2 separate regions of the Rattus norvegicus genome follow, and region 1 is linked to region 2. The links are chromatin contacts, called in public Hi-C maps. All regions are on one chromosome and are shown on one strand. The core of a region is the stretch at or near the end of the contact, and the rest is flanking DNA. Distances in the headings are between cores, read along the strand shown.

Evidence for each region. A called contact is a pair of places that touch in the nucleus more often than the background predicts.
Region 1: a contact with region 2 is called in a Hi-C map of frontal cortex, with 2.7 times the contacts expected there. The contact joins two enhancer-like sites.

Annotation. Positions count from the first base shown.
Region 1 is chr3:143,686,590-143,690,169 of GRCr8, reverse strand. All of the region lies in intron 7 of Plcb4 (phospholipase C, beta 4), which reads right to left. Among named protein-coding and RNA genes, the nearest start is that of Lamp5, 140 kb to the left of the region's middle. Within about 2 kb of position 1,714, at least 31 of the 93 cell types and tissues checked have an H3K27ac peak or open chromatin away from gene starts, as enhancers often do.
Region 2 is chr3:143,498,441-143,502,012 of GRCr8, reverse strand. All of the region lies in intron 2 of Plcb4 (phospholipase C, beta 4), which reads right to left. Among named protein-coding and RNA genes, the nearest start is that of Plcb4, 94 kb to the right of the region's middle. Within about 2 kb of position 1,797, at least 3 of the 93 cell types and tissues checked have an H3K27ac peak or open chromatin away from gene starts, as enhancers often do.

The sequences.
Region 1 (3,580 bases), core at 465-2,964, 190 kb before region 2:
TGTTGTTGATCCTAGGCTTCCTTAAATTCAAATTGAACGGAGCTAAAATCGGATGTCTCAGTTGACATTCCAGTGCTCCAAGGCCATGACGAGAACTCTAGGCAGTGTCCTGAGAGTGCCCAGGAGAAACACCCTTGTCATCCCGGAAGTTCCTGTTACGCAGCACGGCCCAATAGCACCAGGCTTCAAATCATTAGACAAGAGATTCCATCTCTGAAAACCCTGACCTCTATAACGGCGTGGTTTGGGTCTTGCTATTTGATGTCTTCTCATGTTAATTTTGGTAAAAACACACAGAACAGAAATGTTTCCGTCTCAGGGGCTTTAGCTGATCCTGCATGTCCTGCACCCATCACCCCATCTGTGCCTCTCCCTCTGACCCTCACTGGTTTGTTTCCTGGGTCTATGTTTTCTATTATGTTAAGTATCTCGAGCAAGAATAATCACACAGGATTTACCATGTTCTGACTGGCTTACTTCTCTAGGCATAAGGTTTTCATTTAACATGTCCAATTCTGCCTTGTTAAGGTGGAATTCAATTGTGTGGGCATGCCACGGCCCATCCATCCATTTCTTCTCTCCATGGACACCCGAGCTCCTTCGTTCTGGATACTGTAAATAACTGATACAAATTATTTTGCATAAATGCCCGCAGGCAGGACCACAGGACCACATGAGGATGCTTTCAACTTTTAAAGAAAATGCCGTTCTGCTTTCTGTGACAGCTCTGTCATCTTGCAAGTCTACCAACAGGGCTGAGGGTGCTAACTTCTACATCCTCACTGGGGCCATCCTGTTGGGTGTGAGGCTAATGGCTTTTATTGCCTTGGAGAGGTCCAGACATTGCTAACAGCTTTCTGACTGAAGAACTCTGAGAGGCACCTTTCCTTTTGCAGCTAGCAAAGGCCATTTTCTGAGAACCGCAAATAGCATCAAAGGCTTCAACAAACAGGTGAGGTCTGGGTACAGAGAGAGAAGCAAGAAACGAAATAGCAGCTTTAAAGAATTGCTTCATTTCTCATTACCAGACCTCTCTTCCTCTGTCAGGCTAAATATGGACTTGGCTCCCCGGAGATTATTGAATATCCTGTTACTGGCCTAACAAACCACAGCCCCACAGTTTCCCAGGAGCAGACAGAAAAAGCACAAATAATTTGGATGGCATTAACTGTGGGTATTTTTCTCAACCTGAAGGTTTGAGATATGTTCCAAAACACAGAACAAAGTCCACAGTTTCCTAGGGCACAGGAGGAGTGCCCGGTACAGAGAAACAACAGTTTTAGTTGTTTCTAGAAATAATCACCAGACACTGGGGGAGGGGAGGTATTTAGGTGGGTTTTTTTTGTTTGTTTGTTTGTTTTACTTTTGTTTTGCTTTGTTTTTATTTTTCTGTTTTGGTTTTTAAATAGCATTGGGGAAGACTCTTGTTCATTAGAATGCAAAGGTGACCTCCTTTGATATCACCACTCATGACAGAACACACCCGTTGCCAATGCCACCGCCGTCCCCAGGGCTAGCTCAGCACTGGGAGGGAGGCTGTGATGTGGGCAAAGGGCCTTAGAGTCACAGAGCAGCTTGCTTGGGGCAGGTCCCCATGTTGGGAGGTTTTCCCCCAATGGCTTATTCCATGCTCCCTGTGCAGTGAGGAACGCCTTTCAGATCTGCCCCAGTTCCCCTCAGGCCAGAGCACAGAGCATGAGTGCATCTCATGGTTCTTTGCAAACGGTAGGTAGCTCAGGGGCCAGCAGGTGTCAGTACAGTCCCATTGATTCTCTGATTATTTCCAGATTAACCGTTTTTAATGTGGCGACTTAAGATAAACCCGTTTGAAGTGCTGTCGATTAACTTGAATAATTTAGCAGCATGACACCCTTCGAGGTGTATCTCTGAGCCATCGGACAACAGATACGCCTTGGTGGGGACTTGGGCTTGCCCCAAGTGGGCACTTTCTGGTCCTGCTGTTCTGAGTGGACACACACAGCAGGGGCACCAGGCAACTTCACCAAAACAGGAAATAGCACTTGAATACAGAGAGGCCTGGCTTCCCCACTAAAGTCTCACCTTTCTTTTATATTTTAGTTGTATTTATTTTATTTGTGCTGAATATTGAAGCCAAAGCCAGGAGCATATTAAATATACATATTAGCACTGATAACCACTTTATTCTCTTACTCTTTAATCCTTTCTAATACGTTATAAATTAACTTGACCTATTGTATCCCTTCTCAGGAAAATGGAATCCTTGAGGAGTCTTGTGTAGGATTTCCTGGGCATTTGGGAGAGGGAGAGGGGACACTGGGCCTGGCTTCTATCACTCCTTGACCTGATTTTCTTCATGCAGACAGCCAGACATCAAGCATCCAGCTCCTGGCAAATGTCTGGGCCTTCCTCATTATGCGTCTGGCTGCTATAGAACTCTGGAAAACAGTCACAAACAAGAGAACCCCTCCTCATTCAGAGGATACAGAAACACACAATAACTGGACTAAACCCACAAGAATTTAGACTGAGTAGATACAGCAACGATTTTCCTTTAAAACAATGCTTCTCAACCTTCCTGATGCTGCAGTCCTTTAACACAGTTCCTCATGTTGTGGCCACCCCAACCATAAAATTATTTCGTTGCTACTTCAGAACTGTTATTAATCATAATGTAAATGTCTGTGTTTGTCTACTTAATCCTGTGAAAGGGTTGCTCGACCCCCAAAAGGGTCATGACACACAGGTTGAGAGCCACTATTTTACAAGGTGGTTACCTCAAGTTCAAGGTGAGATGGATCTACAAAGCTCCAGGACAGCCTGTGGTTTAGCTTCCTCCTCCCTTTTCCATGTCCCAGATCCCAGTCCAGCTCCTTCTAGAGTCCCCAAACCTCCTTATTCACCAGAGGAAACCACCCACAGAATTTCACTTCATTCTTCTGTCCCTGCCTTATATACTGTGGGGGTCCCACAGACTTGCTAGTTAAAGTAGCCAGGAGTGCCAGCCTGGGTTAAACCTTAAGAGCCTCCCATCCCTGGTTTCCCTCTCTTCCTCCTTTCTTCCTTCTTTCCCCTTCCCTCTCCTTTCATTCCCTCCTTTCAGGAACAGCAGCAAGATAACTTGGAAGTTATTTAAATGTAAATGATCATGATCATGTCCAACCTCTTGACTCAGTACACAGGCATGAGGACTCAGAAGATGGAGAACGGAAATCTATTTCTTTTTAATTTGGGGGGAGAGAGCCATAAATGGAAGATGGGGGCTTTGCCACTGACCTACAGCCTCATCCCTCAGCAATGTGTTTCTCTCTCTCTCTGTCTCTCTCTCTCTGTCTCTCTGTCTCTGTCTCTCTCTGTCTCTCTGTCTCTCTCTGTGTCTCTGTCTCTGTCTCTGTCTCTGTCTCTCTCTCTCTCTCTCTCTCTCTCTCTCTCTCTCTCTCTCTCCTAGCCAAGGGGCAGCAGGGAACTTGTTAGAAATAGAGATTCAGGTGTCTTCTCATACCCCCTGGATCAGCCAGGTGAGTCTTGCATATTCATTTGAAATACACGATGCATCTAAAAGAGTAATAATTTCTCCCAATTTGCTAGACTCCCACTGCCC
Region 2 (3,572 bases), core at 548-3,047:
GGGCTATCAGAGCTCAGGGACTGGAGCCACCTGGTGACAACAGAACAGGCTTCTGAGTTGCGAGGATGGAAACCATGACATGGACACAGTTATTCCCACAGGTACTGCGGGTAGAGACACAGAGAGACACCCTGGCTCTGCCTCCACGACAACCTTCACCAGGGCTTACTCCGGTGCCAGAGGACAATGCGGCCTAGGAGCAGGGGCGAAGCATGGAATAGACAGGTCTAATGGACACAGCTGTGCTTAAACAGCCCAAGAATGCAGCAGGAAAGAAACCGGCAAGAAGCATAAACACTCTGTGAATAAAATTGAACAATTTAAAGCATGAGTCTACGTACAGCCAGCGAAACGGCAAGTGATCGCGTATGCTCTAGCTGCGCTAAGCAGGGGTGTGGGGTGGCATCGCGCTCTCACACTCACTGGGTCTTCACAAGCACAGGCTTCCGTTACTGCTCAGCTCAAAACCCGAGGTCTAAAGAGACAAGGCTTCCAGGCATGGTGGCTCACGGCTTTGATCCAGCATTGGTGGGACAATTTATGGACAGCCTCAGATATGCAGCAAGCAAGACCCTGTTCTTAAAAAACAGGAAATAACTTAAAAATAAAACTATGATTGGGGGGCTGGGGATTTAGCTCAGTGGTAGAGCGCTTACCGGGGTTCGGTCCCCAGCTCCGAAAAAAAGAACCAAAAAAAAAAAAAAAAAAAAAAAAAAACTATGATTGGGATTACAGCTTAGTGGTGAGCGCTTGCCTAGCCTAAGAGAGGGTCTGGGTCCATTCCTACTGCCAAAAATACATAAGAGCCAGGAGCTAAAGGTTTCCCATTATTCTCTCTTAAATACATTTTTAAAAATCTAATACTTCAAAAGTGTGTCTATCCTGCCACAAAAACCTGTTTATTTGACAGTGCTTAAATGGGTAGAATTTCATTACCCAAATTTTATTTATTCAGCTCAAACTGCTCTACAATTTCACATGCAAGTCAACAAAGGAGGAGCTAGAACACAGATTCTTCTCAGGAGTCCTATGCTGACTTCTACTCATGAAGCAGAGGGAGGGGCAGGGAAGGGGAAGGAAAGGAAAACAGAAAATAAAACTAGATTCCCAAAGATGGGCAGCCACAGTTGAGCTTCCCAGAGACAAACACAGCACGGCTCCTCTCTGGTCTTCCTATTTTAAAAACCTCTTACATTACAGACCCTGAGGAGGAGATATGATTTGTTCTTTCAGTACAGACTACGAACACATTTAGTCCTTCCACCCTCCAACAAAACTTCTTTGAGGACATTAGAGCCCTTAATGGCTTGAGAGAGGATCTGGGGTTGAGACCCGGCTTTGCTTTTAGCCGCCTGTTTGGCATTACATAGGCCAAGGATCTTCTCTGTGCCCGTTTTCTCATTTCCTTCTGACATGATGTAATGCCATGACTGCATGGGATCCACACTCCTTTCAGCCCTGAGTAGACTGATCCCACACAAAGACAACAAAGACCCTTTACAGATCCAGATCACCGGTCTGTCTTTTCCTTGACATGGCCCAGATGTCTATTTGTGAGACTGCCTACCAGAATTAAAAGCACAATCTATGGTCGTGGCAGAGAAAGAGTCTGACCTCATTCCTCACTCAGTTGACTGTGATCTCATCCAGCGACTCTTACGCTGGGTCGAGGGTGGTCTGACTGCAGAACACGCTCAACTCTTCTCCTTTCCTGTGACCACACCTTCTGCCATGTAACCTTCAGGTGCCATCCTCTGCTGTCACAGGCCACACCTGCCGTTAGCCAAGAAGACATTATCGAACAGGATGTAAAGTAGCAAAGGCTGTGGAAGTCCTCATACAGCGGCCTTGTCCCCTTCTGTTCTTGCTCCTGTGCCATACCTAAGCAAACATGCCAGACCGAGCATGCTCGAAGGTGAAGGACACACATTGCAGAAATATGTCGCCTTGGTCTTACTGGCTAAAGTCATCCTAACTCACCAACATAGACACATAGGCCAATCCAGCTGAGGGCAGAACTGTTTGCCCAGTCCGCAGGAGACCATAGACACTGCTGTCAGCTGAAGTCAGCTAAGACCAGATGAAGAGCAAGTGAACCTCTAAACGTTTAGGATGGGTACATTTTTAAAAAAAATAGGTATCTTCAGAGCCGGAAAAATGGCTCAGCAGTTAAAAGGACTTACTGTTCTTTTTGTATGCCAGGGCTCAGCTGCTAGCACCTACATGGAGACTCACAACCATCGATAATTCGTGCAAGGAGATTCAGCCCCTCCTTCTGATTCCCATGGGCACCAGGCAGGCACACGGTGAATATACATACATACAACATACGTAAATGCACGTAAAAACACTTGTAGTCAAAATGAAGTAAGTCCAATTTGGTTTTGCAAAATAGGGTTTACCCTGGCTGCCCTGGAACTTGCTCTGTAGACCAGGATGGCCTCAAACTTGGGGATCTTCCTGCTTCTGCCTCCCGAATGCTGGTACTAAAGGCATGGGCCATCATGCCAAGTTAATTTTTTAACTTTGCAAAGACTTTTTCAATTTTATGTTTACTTATATGTAGAGAGGGTGTCACGGGCCTTAGATCCACTGGAGTTAGAGGCAGAGGCAGTTGTGAGCTACCTACTGTGAGGACCGGAAACTGAGCGTCCGTCCTCTGCCAGGGCAGTATGCTATGCACTCTTAACCACTGAGCCAGCTCTCAAGGCAACACACCACCGATGCTTACATGCTTGCCTTCCCCTGAAGTTCTGTGCTTGCTTGTTATGCGGCTTACCGTGGCAATACACGATGGACACCATTCCTGCGGATGCAGACAGCCCAACTGTAAGGATTGTTTCTAGAACTATACTTCGGAGTAATGTCACCCTGCACACGCTTTAAATCCATCAGCACCTTCAAGTCTCTCAACGTTCCAGGATGAAGAAACTGGCTGAACTTCATCTAACTCATATTTTATACAACTGGTTGTACCACAGACCTCCAAGTTCAAGCCCCAATCAAATCACCCCCAGCGTTAGAGCCCAAGTCTAGGCTGAATAGTCTATGCAACCTCTCCGCTAGCTAGACTGTGTGTGTGTGTGTGTGTGTGTGTGTGTGTGTGTGTGTGTGTGTGTGTGTGGTTTTAAAAATGAAAGATAATATTGCAACATGAGTGAAGAATTATATTAGCTCAATCTTCAGTCTGGCACAGCAGCCTCTTCTTGACTTCTTCTTCCTCTTTTCCTATACACATTGTGGACAAAACCACTTTCCTTTCAGCTTTGTGGTGAGATCCACGAAGGCAAAGTGAAACCACTCAATGGGACAATCCGGATTGCCGCAGCCAGTCATCTCCCCATAGGACACCTGGTGGCACAAGCAGTATGTAGGCTCATTTGGATCCACAGGCATGTGCAGGACATCAAAGGGGTGAACGGATAGGATACTGTCGACAAACACAGACCTACTCTTATGCTTCTTTTCCTTTGGGGTGTCCTCTTCTGATGTCCTCCGGCCTTGGGCCCAAGAGCTTCCTTTTTCTTTCTGACTCCAACCTTTTTTCAAGCTCCGTGGTCCAGTGCTTTCAA